Regions from separate parts of the Mus musculus genome. Here all the other regions are linked to region 1. Evidence: chromatin contacts called from public Hi-C, promoter capture Hi-C and targeted proximity ligation data. All regions are on one chromosome and are shown on one strand. The core of a region is the stretch at or near the end of the contact, and the rest is flanking DNA. Distances in the headings are between cores, read along the strand shown. Region 1 holds the start of Rce1 (Ras converting CAAX endopeptidase 1). Region 2 holds the start of Kmt5b (lysine methyltransferase 5B). Region 3 holds the start of Efemp2 (epidermal growth factor-containing fibulin-like extracellular matrix protein 2). Region 4 holds the start of Tcirg1 (T cell, immune regulator 1, ATPase, H+ transporting, lysosomal V0 protein A3). Region 5 holds the start of Pacs1 (phosphofurin acidic cluster sorting protein 1).

Region 1 (2,840 bases), core at 222-2,721:
TCATGGTGTGGAGTGGTCCAGCTATCCAACGATCCCATTCCACTTTAGCCATGCTGCTGCCACCTGGGATTTGGCCGCCTTCCACAGTGATTGAGGGACTTGGAGTAGCAACCGCATGCATTCCTACTTTAAAGCTACTCAATAGGACTTGTGCGTTGTACTTAGTATGTGCACATTAGCCTTTCCAGAGAAACGTGCATTCATTGACTCAGGAGGAATCAGCCAAGGCAAGACTCTGTAAATCTGCACCTGCGAGGCTGGGGATGTAGCTCAGTGTCAGAGTTGGTTTGCTTGTCAATACCGAGTTTGATCCTCCTCTGTGTTTGTTCTTCCAAAACTGGATCTACTACGGATTAGTGATGGTGGTTCCCAACCTTCCTGACGCTGCCACCTTTTAATACAGTGCCTCGTGCTGTGGTGATCCCCAACCATACAGTTATCTTCAGTGTTACTAATTAACTGTCATTTTGCCACTGTTATGCACCACAGTGTAAGTATCTGATGTGCGACCCGCAGGTTGAGAACCGCTGAGCTAAAGCATGTTCACGAGTGTCTAATTCCAGCACTTGGGTGTTAGAAGCAAGATGATCACTTTAAGGCTAGCCTGGGTTTCAAGAGAGTCTGTCTGAACATCAACAACAAAAAGCTGCCTCTGTAGTAACTGCCTAGAACAATACCAGAGAGAGATTGAGTTGCTTATTGCCCGAAGCAAAGCTTAGGTTCAGAGAGGAACTTGAAATGCATATCACCTAGTTTGGGCGGAAAGTTAGATGTCGCCTATCATGGGAGGTCAGGTACTGAAATGTTTTCATCCGGAAAGGTGGAGCGGGAGAGTTAATTTAGAACGATACCCCTGCCCCAACAATCTCTGTAGCATTGGCACAAATCTTCGGGAGTAAGATGAAATGGGCTTGTTCTCTCCTAGAATCCATCGGGCAAGCAGAAAACAAGAGGCCCAAGAGGGGCAGCCCCAACCATGGCAGGGAAGAATCGCGAGTTCTGGGCTCAGCAAGAGACCGGAGCCCGCCAAAATCCGCCACGCGCGACCGCGAGCTCACCGAGGTCTCCCTCACTGCTAGAGGATCGCAGACCCAAGCGGCCCACGGCAGGGCCCAGGCGGCAGAGGCAGCTAGCCCTGCGGGCGGCCTGGAGGTACCGCAGCGAGAGCAGGGCGGGTGCGGGCCTGAGCTACCACCGCCGGGTCCTCACCACCGCCTCCTCTGCTCCCGCAGGACTTGTGGCTACAGGAGGTATCCAATCTGTCCGAGTGGCTGAATCCGGGACACAGGTCCTAAGCATTCTCTCTGAGACGCCCAGCAAGCCAAGGAAGCCCGGGACACGTGTGTCACAACTTCTGTATTTCAATAAAGCCGTTCCAAGCACAAAGTATCAACTATCGTGCAAGGGGAGGGGCGCCCGGGGGACCCGACAACTCGCGCCGCCGCCTGACGTCACCTACGCCGTCGCGTCACTGCCGCGCGCCACGGGTCCGGGCGTGATGGCGGCGCTGGGCGGGGACGGGCTGCGTTTACTGTCGGTATCGCGGCCAGAGCGGCAGCCCGAGTCAGCCGCGCTGAGCGGCCCGGGCTCGGGGCTGTGCTGCTGGGTGTCTGTGTTCTCCTGCTTCAGCCTCGCCTGCTCCTACGTGGGCAGCCTCTACGTGTGGAAGAGCGAGCTGCCCAGGTGCGGGGGATGCGCGCGCGGCCGGGATCTGCGCCCTCGTGGGGCGGGGCTGCGGGCGGAGCTTGGGCCGGACGGGGGTGGGGCCGCGTTGGCGTGGTTGCTGCAGGCCCCCCGGAACTTACTGTCCCTTTTCCTAGGGACCACCCCGCTGTTATCAAGCGGCGTTCCACCAGTGTCCTGGTAGTGTCCAGCTTGTCCCCTCTTTGCGTGCTGCTCTGGAGGGAACTCACTGGCATCCAGGTGCGAAGGAGGTGGGTGGGGCACAGGGCAGCTAGGGGAAGAATCTAGAATTTTGTGGGAGGGAACATCACTAACGCCCCCTTTCCTGTGGCTCAGCCAGGCACATCACTGCTTACCTTGATGGGCTTCAGGCTGGAGGGCATTTTCCCAGCAGCGCTGCTGCCCCTGCTGCTAACTATGGTGAGTCCTGCTTTATTTTTCCAACTCTGTTGTCACTAGTGTAATGACGTGCCCTGCTTGGGTACAGCTTTTGGCAGATGGAAGACAGGAATTATGATGTGGCCCCCTAAGCTTCTGGTGTACATGGCTGGGAAACCCTAGAACTCAGGAAACCTGAGGTCTGGTGAGGCTGACCAAGGGCATAGGTGTGGGCAAGGTCATTGGATTGTGGTAAAAGGCTTTCATTTTATGTTTGCCCCCCCCCCCCAGATCCTTTTCCTGGGTCCACTGATGCAGCTCTCTATGGATTGCCCTTGTGACCTGACAGATGGGCTGAAGGTTGTCCTGGGTGAGTCTTCAAGACTGAGGAAAAGGTAGGCACAGGCAGTCCAGAACACTGGGGAAAGGAGTCAGTGAGATGGTGTGATCTGGACTGAAGAGGTGAGATGTCACCTCTCAGCGTGTGTTTCCACATCAGTAAAATGGATTACATTGCTGAGTACCCTGTAAGTGTGATACTCAAGGAGGCCTGTCTGGACCACAAACAGCACTTGATATGGGCCAGACAGCATCTTCCCCTGCTCTCTCATCATTTGGCTTCCCCAAAGATTGGCCTTGGTAAAATTTGGGTGCCTCTGGAATTTTCTGTGACTCCCTCATCTACTGCTGCCTTCCCTTCCTGCTGCCAGCCATCTCAAGCCGTTGTAATTTGGTCTGATAAGGCTTGTTCCCTTCCCCATTCTGATTCCCAGGATCTC
Region 2 (2,840 bases), core at 253-2,752, 860 kb after region 1:
GGCTGGCGTTTCTGTCAAAATAAATAAATAAATAAATAAGAACGGGGAACAGTTACAAGGAGAAGCGAGTTCCTCTAAGGAATCCATCCACTCGGCAGCCTCCCAACCCCTCAGGCCTGTGTCAGACAGTTTTAAGTCTAGAAAGCAGGTTTAAAAAACAAACAAACAAATCAAGTCAGGCAATCCATCTTGTCTGCTCCTCTGAGAGGACTGTCTCAGAGTGAGCGCCATCAGAAAGTTCAAGATGAACTTCACGTCTCCTCCTCTCCTTCTTGCACTCTGGCTGAACGAGCGGATGACAGATCGAGTGACGCCAGTGCCACTGCGTGGGGCCCGAGCGACTGCCCCCCACCCCCACCCCACCCCCGCGCGCGACAGTCTGAGCCTGGAGCAACAGGAAACGAGGCTCGGGCCAAAACAAAAACAACCGAAAGTTCGGCGAGCCGGCGCGAGCAGATTGGGCGAGACGCTTGCCGGCCGCCCATTGGAGAAGAGGAAAAACACAGTCCCCCAATCCCGAGCGGCCGAGCAGCTCCCCTCGTGCGGCCGCGACCCGGCCCTCGCCGACCGCTACCGCTCCCTTCCGGCCGCCGCCAACACTGCAGGCCGTGCTCGCTCGCCCGGCCGCCCCGGCCCCGCAGCCCCGCCCCGCGGCCCGGTTCCTGCACGCACGCACGCACGCACGTACGTCCTCCGCGGCTCACCGCCAGCACTGCCGGTCTTCCAGCACCGGGCCCGTCCAAGAGCTCCGCCACCGAGCTCCCGAAGCGCCCGGCTACACTTTTTGGTCCCTCCAGAAAAATTAATCACCAAAAAATATTTCCTCAGAAAAAAAAATTGGAGAGTAAAATCCAATATGGCGGCACGGACGTAGCACCGCCCGCTGCCTCCGCTGACGGAAGGGGGGGGGAAATAAAGGAGTCCGCGTCCGCCGAGGGGCCCCCCCAACCCTGCCGCCACGGCCACCACCGCGGCCCGCGCCAAGCCCCTGTCCCCGAGCCCTGGCTCGCAGCGCCGGGCCACCCCCGCCTCACAGTCCTCGGGCCTCACCTCCACCTCGCGCGCAGTCGCGGGATCTGAGAGGCATCCGCCGACTTCGGGGCTTCGCGTCCTGCGTTCTCGCGCAGCGCCGGGTGCCGCCTCCGGTCCCCGGGCGTCCTCACCTCATAGCCCCCGAGCCTCGCTGCCGCGCCGCAGACGCGTCGCCGCCCCCGGTGAGCCACCCGGACACCGCCCGGGCTCGGTGGAAGGACACGAAAAGGAGTCCACGACTGACGGCGGAGGGACACCACGCCGACACCGAGCGTGCGCGCACCTTTGCTCCGCGCTAGTGGCCGCGATGGCTTCGACGGAATTCTGCGGGAAGAGGCTGAGAGACACCAGAGAGAATGAAGTTCCCTGCCGCGGCACCCGACAGCGGAGGCACAAGAGTAAATCCCCCCCACCACCACCACCAAAGAAACCACGTCGTTGCCGTCGCTGAGCCTCGAGGCGGAGGGATCGCAGCGAGAGTCGTTCGAAGATCCCTCCGCCCGGCTGCCCTTTAAATCTCGGTGGAGGCGGCGTCGCCGCGCGCCCGGTGGGCGCCACCTAGTACCCCGGCCGCTTGCTGCCCCGCGGGGTTGGCCCCCGCCCCCGTCTCGTGCGCACCTGCACCTACCAGGGACAGCTCCCGAGCTGCGATTTCAGGGGGCAACTGCGAGGCGCACGGCGCTCCGGGCCCGCTGTGCCTCCGGGGTGCACTGAGGGGAGGCGGCCGGGAATGGCGAGTTTCTTTGTTGTGGGGATGGGTGTCGTTGGAAGCAGAAACACCCTTCAAGACCATGTGGGCCACCTGAACGGTACCACGCGGGAGGCGGGGAGGGAGCGTGCTTTGGGTCCCCCGTGCTGACACCGGCCGCTCCTTGAGCACCTACTGAGTGACAACCTTTCCACGACGCAGCCACTCCTCGCCCTCTTCGGGCTCAACCGGCGCAAGAAAGGCGGTTTGGTCCTCCGGGAGCTTGGGGCGGAAGATCCGGAGTGGCTTGCACCCACGCCTGGGGTATGGTGAAGCCCCACCCCTTGGATCTTGCAGTTGGATAAGGGGTGCCTCACAACAATAACGAGGGTCACATCCTTGTCCCTAACCAGACGTCGTTCCCAACGATCTGGTGTGTCCCTTTATTTGTCCCTCAGGGTAATCCCCAGAGGTCGAGAGTATTGTGGGTTCCAGTTTACACACAGGGAAATTGAGGCATGGACTAGTTGGGTGACTTTTCAACTACTCAGGGCTGGAGCCAGAGCCTCTTATACACTATTCTATGAAAAACGCAGGCTTTAAAGTGAAGCAGGTGGTTGGGACCTGAAGGAGGTGTTTGAGGTTGTCACGTATTGAAGCAAACACCTGAGTGAGGTGGAGGGTGTTATGGAAAGGTACGAAAATGTCCAGGCAATGGAAAGAAAGAATGCAACTCCAGCGACACATGAGACAGGGAGAACAGCTGAGGCCATTGCAGGAGGGCCCCAGCCTGCCTCGGTTCCCTGCAAACACCACTACCACACTGAACACTCACATACCTTAGCATAGTAGGCATTTTCTAGAGGATGGCTCAGCAGAGTCAAGCAAATACCAACTTAGCTCCCATTGCCCTTGCCTCTTTGATCTTGAGTACTTGACGACGCTTGTTATCCCCTTCCATAGATGGGAAACAGAGGCACAGAAACCTGCTAAGGACACATAGCTGGGAAGGTATATTTCTTCAAAACCAGAATTCCTGTGCTGACCTCAGCTGTGTGACCTGTATCCTCAGTCTACAGACCATCTTGGGAGTGGGCAGTGGGCATAGGAGACCAGTCAC
Region 3 (2,840 bases), core at 131-2,630, 850 kb before region 1:
ACATCTGCAGAGAGGGGCCTGCTGGGCACAGCCAGTCACCTGGGCTGGCCCTGGAGGTAGTGGGAGGCAGATGCCCAACTTGGCCTTCTCTAAGCTGAGCAACAGAGCAAGACTTTCTCTCTGCTAGGCAAACTAAGGCTGCTGACCCAGAAGCCCTGCCAGGGATTGGCAGGACTGGGAGTGGGGCCCCCTGTTTCACACTGGTATCTCCATTCTCCTGCCTCCTCAAATCCCTGCCTCTACCTTTGCCCAAGAGAAATTTTGCGGGCCTGCCGACCCACGGGGCATGCACGGCTCTCCCAGGCTGCATTGGGATAAAGAGCTGGGCTAGGCAGGTACAGTGCAGTCCAGGGAAGGTGTGCGTATTTCCTTCTCTCTGGGCAATAGCCAGGTGCTCCCTTCCCTCCTGCAGGATAGAGGCCGTTTGTCCAGCTTCTTGAAGGGGCAGGGCTCCTAACTGAGTGGCACAAGGGAAGCATGGCTGGCTACCAAGCTGGACAGGGAAAAGGGCCATCAAGTTCCTGCAGCAGCTCTGGGAGGTAAGGTATCCCTGGGAAACAACAACCCCCTTCCCAGTTCCTGAAGATGGCTAGTACCCCAGACAGAGACTCACCCCGGCAGTGCTGGCTGTCTGCATCCCACTCATAGCCATCTGTGCATTCCTGGAAGGGAACCCGATGTGGCCAGTGACCACCCTGGCTGTCTCCACCAACTAGCCAGGCCAAGACCAGGGCCAGAGTTCAGAGTCATGCTCGGGTCAGCTCCACACAATGGCCTCCAGCTTTCCACCAACCAAGCCGGGGAGAATCTTGCCCAGAAGCAGCCTCCCCAGGATCCTGATCTCACTGTCCTTCCCATCCCATCCCAAGCTGGTGACCCCACGGTCCCCACCGTGTAGCTGTCCGGCTCCTCGGGATCCTGTGGGGACGCTGCTCCCAAGAGCAACAGCAGAAACGCCCAGAGCAGCAAAGACCCGGGGAGGCAGGAGGCAAAAGGGAGCATCCTGAGGCTGGGAGGTGGTGGGCAGAAGTCAGGGGTTTCTGCCACAGCACCCCCCATTCCCTCTATCTGGAAGGGGAGCCTGGGTCCCAGCTGTCTCGTCTCAGGACTGTGCTGAGGCTGGAACCTTCCAGGGCTGGGGACAGAATCCTTTCGCAGGCCTATGGCCCAGGCCCGCAATCCCGGACCGCCCCGCCCCCGCCCCGCGAGTCGTGAAGCGCAGGCCTCCCCGCTCCGCGCAGCACCGACTCGGCCGCCAAACGGCCCGCGCCCTCCCTCCGCTGGAGGCCACTCACGCGTCGACTCCAGCAGTGCCTGCGGGCGGGCGGACGGACGGACGGACCGCGCAGCTCACTGGACGCGCGGCCCCAGGAAGCGCCCCCCGCCCGCCCGCCGGCCGCGGCCCACCCCGGCGCCTCCGCCCGCCCTTCGGCGGATTCCTGAGCCCGCGCCAGGGGGAGGGACCCCGACCCCCCGGCTTCTCCGCCCCGGCCGGCCACAGGCCCCCACCCGGTCCCCCGCGGCGCTGCCTGGAGTCGCCTGCGGACGCCCAGCCAGAGTTTCCCAAAGTTTGGATCCTTAGGCCACTGACCTTGATGCTTGGCCCCCAAACTCACCTAAGGACCCCGGGCCTTCACTCAAAATGTTATTCTGCCCACCTAGACCCTATCTAACCTGTGCCTCCGGAATCCCATGCTGTGCATTCGCACCTCCGTGTAACCCGATTCTGCGCCTCCCAGAACCTACTAGGCATTTAATCCTCAGAGCTTCAAATTCTACTCCTTTCAGAATTTTATCCAGTGTTAAACCATCATCACTTAGATGATCCTAAAACTTCATCCAAGGTTTCCAGACCCTCGTCCAACTTAATTAATTGTCCAAATTAATTGTCCAATTCCCTCTGCATCCACATCCACGGCCTCCAGGTGGTCTCTTTACTTGGGGTACTGCTTCCCCAAGCCGTGCCAGCGCAAAACTACAGTAGTATGGGGGAGAGGGCAGCAGTATTCTTGGCTCGAAATGAATGGAAGCCCCTGGGAAGGCGGGCAAGCTTGAACTTGGGCGCGGAGGACACTAGGGCCCAGTGCCAGCCCTTTCCCGAGCCTCTTCCCATCCAAGTCCCCCACCCAGTTTCCGCCTCCGCCCCCAGCGGAGATCATGCCTTGGAGGCGGAGTCTGGGTGCCTCCAGCGCCCAGGAAGGGGTGAATGGGCGGGACTTCGCGTTGCCCACGTCTCAAGGCGGGCCTAGACGGGAAAGGGTTGCGTGTCCAGGGTTCCCGTGCCTGGCCCAGACCGCTAGCGGCAATAACCAGGTCTTCCTTAACTTTCCCTTACCCAACCTCTTTCCATCTTGTTTGTTTGTTTGTTTTTGTTTTGTCATTTTGAGACAGGGTCTCACATTGTGTAACTCTGACTGTTCTGGAACTCACTAAGTAGATGAGGCCTCGAACTCACAAAGATCCGCCTGTTTCTGCCTCCTAGGCTCTGGGATGAAAGGTGTACACTACCATGCTCCGCTCTGCCTTGACGTTTAAAAAAAAAAATCTGCTTCATTTCATTTAACTGTCTGAGTGGTAATGTATGTGGTATATTCGTGTGTACCTATTCACCTTATGTTTTAAGACAGGGTTTGTCGCTGGAAATTACTAATTTAGCTAGATTGCGTGGCCAGAGTGCCAGAGTGGTCTGCCAGTCTTCACCTCCCTGGCCCTCTAAGGGTTACAAACCTGCATCACCACTATAGCTGGCCTTTATGCTAGGGCTGGAAATCTGAACCCAGACCCTCATGCTGTGTAGCAAGCGGTTTACCCAATAAGACATTTCCTCAGCTTCCATTGCC
Region 4 (2,840 bases), core at 189-2,688, 720 kb after region 1:
GTTGGGTGTCTGAGAGGTGAGGTCCAGGTCTTCTGTTTTCTTGGCTGTCCATCGCTACAGTTTGGACTTGGATCCTTTCCAGGCTCTGCTTGAGTCCATCAAGAGCCTCAGGAGGAGGCTGAGTAGGAAGGAGGCTGAGTAAATGAGTTATTCTTATCCTGAGATTGCACAGAAAAGCTTAGTGTGGCCACATGTCTGTGACCCTCTGCTGGAGGATGGAGTCAAGTGGATCCCAGAGTCCCTGGCTAGCCAAACTTAATCAAAATGGCAAGTTTCAGGTTCAGTGAGAGAGACTGGCTCAAAAACTGAGTGCAACAGGTGGCCAACTGAGGAAAATTCCTGCTGCTCACCTCAGGCCTCCATGGGTGCCTGCACGGGGAGTGTAGCCGCACACTTGCACCCAACATCCCTAAGGTCAGGGTGTCCTTTGGGGAACAGGAAGCTTGCTAGGGGGTGACAGTCACAAGGGAATGACATAGGTCCTGCTGCCTCTGAGCTGGCCTTGCCTCTGGCTACTACATCCCCTTTGCCCACTAAGTTCTCTGACTCCTCCCAAGTGTGGGTGTTATACTTGTTACCGTTTCAGACACCGCCCTCACCTCTACCCCGACCCTGTGTGGGCACACACACATTGTGTGTGTGGGGGGGGGGACGGGACTGCTGCTAGCTTGGTTCTCCTATTCTTATGTACACTTCTACTGTATTCACAACTACAGCTTTATGGCCCGTCTGTTGTCTGTTCCCCCACAGTGAAGAGCACTGGCTTGTGCCCCCTGGTACACTTGTGTGAGGGTCCTCACCAAGTCACCTCAGACCCATGTCATACCTGTTTTCTGGGGATACCTACCCACTTCGACTCAGTTTTCAGGTTGCCTTAGGCTTCCATTCTATACTCCCCCCACACATTAGAGCCCTTGTTTATTGAATGGGGCTCAAGGGTCAGCACAGCTGAGGGGCCCCTTGTCCCTCTGGTCCCCATTGGGTACAGTCCAGCCTGTCCAAAGTACAGGCAGCTGAATGGTCCTGAATCCCAGTTTCCATACCTCAAGGGCTAGGAAGGAGGTTGAGGCACTTCTGGAGTCTCCAGGCTCCTGGGTCAAGTTCCTCCGCAGAGACTGGCCCAACCAACACCCTGCTGCCAGTGGAGAGGGGCCCATAGCGTGGGCCCACCCTTACCCAGCATAGTCTGAGCTGGGTGAGGTTGGGTAGCAGCCGATCTTGCACAATAGCGAAGTAGCTTGAAGCAGATTGTACGTACTAGGAAGGTGAAGGTGGCCTATCCTTAAGGTCCTACCTGTCATCTCCCGATTATCGGGATTTTTTTGTCGGTTATCTCCCGATTCCCGGGATTAAACGATTCCGGGGCGTCCAGACACCGCCCTCACCCCCACCCCCACCCCGCGCCCGAACTCAGTGGGGGGCGGGACAGGGCGGGCAGTGGGCAGGCCGTCACAGGCCACACCCACTCCGGTATTTCGAAGCTGGAGTGAGCTGCACTGGCCGGAGGGCGGGCTCAGATCCTAAGCCGAAGTTGAGCGAAGAGTCCACCTGGGTGAGTGTCCTGCTAAACTGAGGAACCCCAGCCCTGCCTACCAACTGCTTCTTCCTCCGCCTGGACAAGGGTCCAGGCGCCCTGCCCGACTCCGGGTGGAGGCAACTCAGAGGCCACGCGACCGTGTCAGGCAGTCTGGGATGCAGGCAGGCCGCAAGGAGAAGCAGAGGATAGGTTGCTAGCTCCGGGAAACTTCAGAGCCTGAGCTCATGGAGGCCCCTGCTGCGTCTGGCTCTGAACGAGGGACCCATTCTACAGATGAGGAAACGGAAGCCATCCTACTAGGAAGTGGCCGGGCTCAAGGCAGACTCCAGCCCCTCTCCTCATCCTCCGAAGAGCAGGGTCTGGGAGAAAAGGCAGGGGTTGAAGGAAGACTAGGAAAGGGGGTGCAGGAGTAAGGCAGAACACCGGGGCCTCAGGGGAAGGCCAGATCGCGAGTGGTGTGTGTGGGTCTAGCTCGCAGATTACAGGACAGGACCTAGTAACAAAATCAAGGTATGTAATGTGGACTGTCTGCAGGGAGCATGGGGGAACTTCCGTTTGTCTTGCATGTACATGTCTAGCATCCCTTGGCTGGAGCACCCGAGTGCTGGTGGTTATGGCGCTGGGACTAGGCAGGATGTGCCAAGTCAGAGCAGCGTCCCTCTGTCTGGGACAGACCCCTCTGTGGTGTGGTTCTAGTTGGCCATGTGACCTTAGACTTCACCTTACTCCACCTGGGTTGGCCCATTTATAAATTAAGGCCAGGATAGGAGGAGTGGTGGTAGCACAAGCCTTTAATCCCAGCACTCAGGAGGCAGAGGTGGGCTGATCTCTGAGTTCAAGGCCAGTCTGATCCCCAGAGCCAGTTCCAGGACAGTCAAGGCTACACAGAGAAATCCTTTCTTGAAAAACGGACAAACAAAAAAATCGTAAGGCTGGGTTGTCCACTAGGAATTGGGGGGAAGGGGTGTTTATAGAAAGAAGTAAGATGTGGGGAGTCTGATTTTTCGTTTATCTCCTCACTCACATCTTTCCTGCCAGGGGTGGCCAATTCAATCAAAGAGGAAACAGGCCCAGAGAGGGCAAGTGACTTACCCAGTGTCACATAGCTGCTTACAATTTGGGGAGGACCCTAGAGACTTAGTCCCTGGCTCTGTGCACCCAGCCCTCCCTGCTCACCCCTGCCTGTGCAGGGCCTGGCTCTTCTGAAGCCCTTGACTACCATCTGAATTCTTTCCTTTCCCAAGCTGGGGACAGGACTGTGGTTTCCCCTTAAGTAAACCAGACCTAGGGAGGAAGTGGTCTG
Region 5 (2,840 bases), core at 252-2,751, 650 kb before region 1:
TGCTTTTTACCTTAATTTTATGTCTGGGTCAGGCTGCCTCCTGTCTGGGGTTGTCTAACCTATTGTAACTTCTCTCTCTCTCTCTCCTACAGCAAAAGAAACGGAAAGCTCAGCCCCAGGACAGCCGTGGGGGCAGCAAGAAATACAAGGAGTTCAAATTTTAGGTCCTGCTCGCATAGCTGGCCTGCCTTTAGGCTCTTTGTATGTCTGGGCTTTCTCTGTGGCTCCCTAAAGCTAGATCTGGACTCCCTAGGCTCGTCACTTCCTGTTCTTATTTTAGACTTGTTTTGTAAATAAAGCTGTTTCCCAAGGAAGGATGAATACAGGCGCTCTTGAACCTCTCTCTCTTTTAGCTTCTGCAAAAGCATCTACTTCTTGCCTGTAATCACAGATGGCCCATAGGACTATGGGACTGTAGTTCTGAACTGAACTTGTGGGTAGTTCACTATCCCTACCCCTCCTGTGTGTGAAGGCTCTGCTGAAGGTACCTTTGGGTCTGGTCTGACCTTACTGCTTTGTCCGTGGGGAATAAAAATAGCCAGCTTAGCACCGTGGCTAGGCTGGGAAGTAACTGTAGGCTAGGGAAGTAGGCCAGGTCAGGCCTTCCTCATTGACCTTGTGGCAGAAAGGCCGATTTCTTACCTATTGGAGAACATCTGTCTCTAAATAAAATCTCAATTGTTCCAGAGTACTGGCTAACTACTTGGATTTACTAGTGTGTGTGTGTGTTGGTGGGTGGGTGGGTTTGAAGGGCTTGTTTTGTCTTCGTCACTGAGTTCTGAGAAGTTTTTTGAAAAACTAGACTAGGTTGGAGCACAGGATTCCATAACATTTGCTCAAGTACTGGGGAGAAGGTGTGGGTGTAGGAGAGTGCAAGAGCTCTAGGTAGGGTGGGGGTGTGTGGGGATGGCAGCTGATCAGGCCTTGAGAGAAATAGAATTCTAGAAATTGAGAAAGCACCGAGGCACTCTGGGACTTTTGTAAAGAAGGCTGTGTCGGGGGCGCTGTACCAAGAAAGGCTGTTGGACCTAGACAACCTTAGCTCAACTGGCTCCTGCCCACAGTCAAGCTGGAACTTAAGCTCCTTAGGTGGTGGCCGGCCCCTGGATCTCTACCTACTGCTTCTTTTGCAGAAGTGGGCGAAATAACCACAGAAGGGGTCGCCACAGCGGGCTATCCGATTTCCATGCAACGCGTGACCAGAACTACGTGTACTGCAGATCCCAGGGGCTGAGCGCGCTCTCGTACAGTCTTCTCCGGTCCGGGACCGCGCCCCGGAAAACCCGGGTTTCCGCTGGCGGGGTAGCAGCCGCCCGAGGAGGGCGGAGGGAGGAGGGGCGCGGAGCCTGCACGCCGAGGCCTGCTAGGGACTCCAGGGCCGCGCCGCGAGAGCGCGCGGGCTGTAGCCCCTTCCCGGGGGCCGCGGGGCCGAGCGCGAGTCTGGCCCCGCCCCTCGGCGCCGGTCTGGGTGGGGCCGCGGCTCCCCGCCCCTTTCGGACACGCCCACCCAGTGTCTGGGCCTCGCGGGCCGCAACAGGCGGCGGCGGGCGAGCGCGAGGACCGCGCGCAGCGAAAGCCCGCGCGTGCGTGCAGATTCGCTGGTGGCTCGCGCTCCGCCGGGCGTTCTGAGGAGACGCGCTGAGCCGCTGCCGCCGCGGGGGGAAGCCTGAGAGTCGCTCGCGTGCCCTCAGTCTGCGTAAGCCCCGCGCCCCTTCCTCCCCTGGCCAGGCCATGGCGGAACGCGGAGGGGCGGGCGGTGGTCCCGGAGGCTCCGGGGGCGGCAGCAGTCAGCGGGGCTCTGGGGTCGCCCAGTCCCCGCAGCAGCAGCCGCAGCAGCAGCCGCCGCAGCCTCAACAGCCGACGCCCCCCAAGCTGGCCCAGGCCACCTCGTCCTCCTCGTCCACCTCGGCTGCGGCCGCCTCCTCCTCGTCCTCCTCCACCTCCACCTCCATGGCCGTCGCGGTGGCCTCGGGCTCTGCGCCTCCGGGCGGTCCAGGACCAGGCCGCACCCCCGCCCCAGTGCAGATGAATTTGTATGCTACCTGGGAGGTGGACCGGAGCTCATCCAGCTGCGTGCCCAGGTGAGCAACGGGCGGCTGGGAAAAGGTGTTGGCCTAGGGGACCGCCAGGCTGGCTCTGTGACAGGCCCCGCCTCCCCATCTCTCCGGGGCGAGTGGAGGGTACGTCCTCCACTCCTAGCTCATCTTGGCTTTGGGGGGTGGGGGCTGTCTTCTCCTGGGCCTTCCAAGACTGTTGTGTGGGCCTGCCCTCTCCAGCAGTCCCACCTTCCGCCTTGGCTCGAACCACCCTCCTGTCCTCCTGGAGCAATGGTGGCCTCGGGGACCCAGCCCAGTGGCCTTCCTTGGCTGGGTCTGACCGAATCTGGCCTTCCTTACGGTCAGTAAGTCACTCTTCTTCCTGCCTCACTGGCGCCCGTGGGCTGTACATATGTTAATGTTACACAGATGTGGTAAAGATGGCTTTGATATAGTTCTTTCCCAACGTACTTAGCATGTGCCAAATTCATTTGTCACCTGTTGCAGGTAAAGCTGGTTAACACTTGGGGGTTCAGTACATACATTCATATGTTCTTCATGCTACACACATTCTCTGGGTACTCTGTGCTCTTAGTTTGGACATCAGTTGAATGTGTTCTTAAATGCAAGTTTTCATTTCCTCCTCCACTAGATACTGGTCACAGAGTCTCCAGGTTCCTATGAGCTCTGTAAAATGACTGCCTTGTTCCTAAATTCAACCCATTTTTCTGTCCATTGGAACTATCTGAAAACTTGCATCAAAAAATTATGCTTGTTTCTCTATGGCAAAGCAGTTGTTGTATA

Evidence for each region. Promoter capture Hi-C pulls out the DNA fragments that hold promoters and counts their contacts. Hi-C and Micro-C count contacts between places; a contact is called where the count stands out from the background.
Region 2: a Hi-C map of regulatory T cells shows a contact between it and region 1, with 6 times the contacts expected there. A contact is called at or near these places in 3 of 484 Hi-C or Micro-C datasets (CD8 T cells, embryonic stem cells and regulatory T cells) and 1 of 130 datasets of targeted methods (bone marrow-derived macrophages).
Region 3: a contact with region 1 is called in a promoter capture Hi-C map of liver, with 2.1 times the contacts expected there. A contact is called at or near these places in 1 of 39 promoter capture datasets (liver) and 1 of 130 datasets of targeted methods (pancreatic cancer cells).
Region 4: a targeted proximity ligation map of pancreatic cancer cells shows a contact between it and region 1. A contact is called at or near these places in 1 of 484 Hi-C or Micro-C datasets (CD8 T cells), 1 of 130 datasets of targeted methods (pancreatic cancer cells) and 1 of 9 other capture datasets (liver).
Region 5: a contact with region 1 is called in a targeted proximity ligation map of the SCID.adh cell line, with 6 times the contacts expected there. A contact is called at or near these places in 5 of 39 promoter capture datasets (embryonic stem cells, hippocampal neurons, liver and 2 more), 2 of 484 Hi-C or Micro-C datasets (CD4 T cells and embryonic stem cells), 6 of 130 datasets of targeted methods (the SCID.adh cell line, embryonic stem cells, memory CD8 T cells and 1 more) and 1 of 9 other capture datasets (adipose tissue).

Annotation. Positions count from the first base shown.
Region 1 is chr19:4,624,276-4,627,115 of GRCm38.p6, reverse strand. Rce1 (Ras converting CAAX endopeptidase 1) reads left to right here and starts at 1,471. Exons shown (of 8, transcript NM_023131.2): 1 at 1,471-1,683; 2 at 1,821-1,923; 3 at 2,020-2,103; 4 at 2,353-2,431. The coding sequence starts at 1,499. It overlaps Gm960 (predicted gene 960), which reads left to right. Exons shown (of 15, transcript NM_001033447.3): 15 at 926-1,275. The coding sequence ends at 1,275.
Region 2 is chr19:3,766,551-3,769,390 of GRCm38.p6, reverse strand. Kmt5b (lysine methyltransferase 5B) reads right to left here and starts at 1,502. Exons shown (of 11, transcript NM_001379678.1): 1 at 1,051-1,502.
Region 3 is chr19:5,473,230-5,476,069 of GRCm38.p6, reverse strand. It overlaps Efemp2 (epidermal growth factor-containing fibulin-like extracellular matrix protein 2), which reads right to left and starts at 1,380. Exons shown (of 11, transcript NM_021474.3): 1 at 1,296-1,380; 2 at 892-1,009; 3 at 614-662; 4 at 1-4. The coding sequence starts at 1,002.
Region 4 is chr19:3,905,731-3,908,570 of GRCm38.p6, reverse strand. Tcirg1 (T cell, immune regulator 1, ATPase, H+ transporting, lysosomal V0 protein A3) reads left to right here and starts at 1,438. Exons shown (of 20, transcript NM_001136091.2): 1 at 1,438-1,552.
Region 5 is chr19:5,271,780-5,274,619 of GRCm38.p6, reverse strand. Pacs1 (phosphofurin acidic cluster sorting protein 1) reads left to right here and starts at 1,501. Exons shown (of 24, transcript NM_153129.3): 1 at 1,501-2,081. The coding sequence starts at 1,732. Sf3b2 (splicing factor 3b, subunit 2) reads left to right here. Exons shown (of 21, transcript NM_030109.2): 21 at 93-699. The coding sequence ends at 164.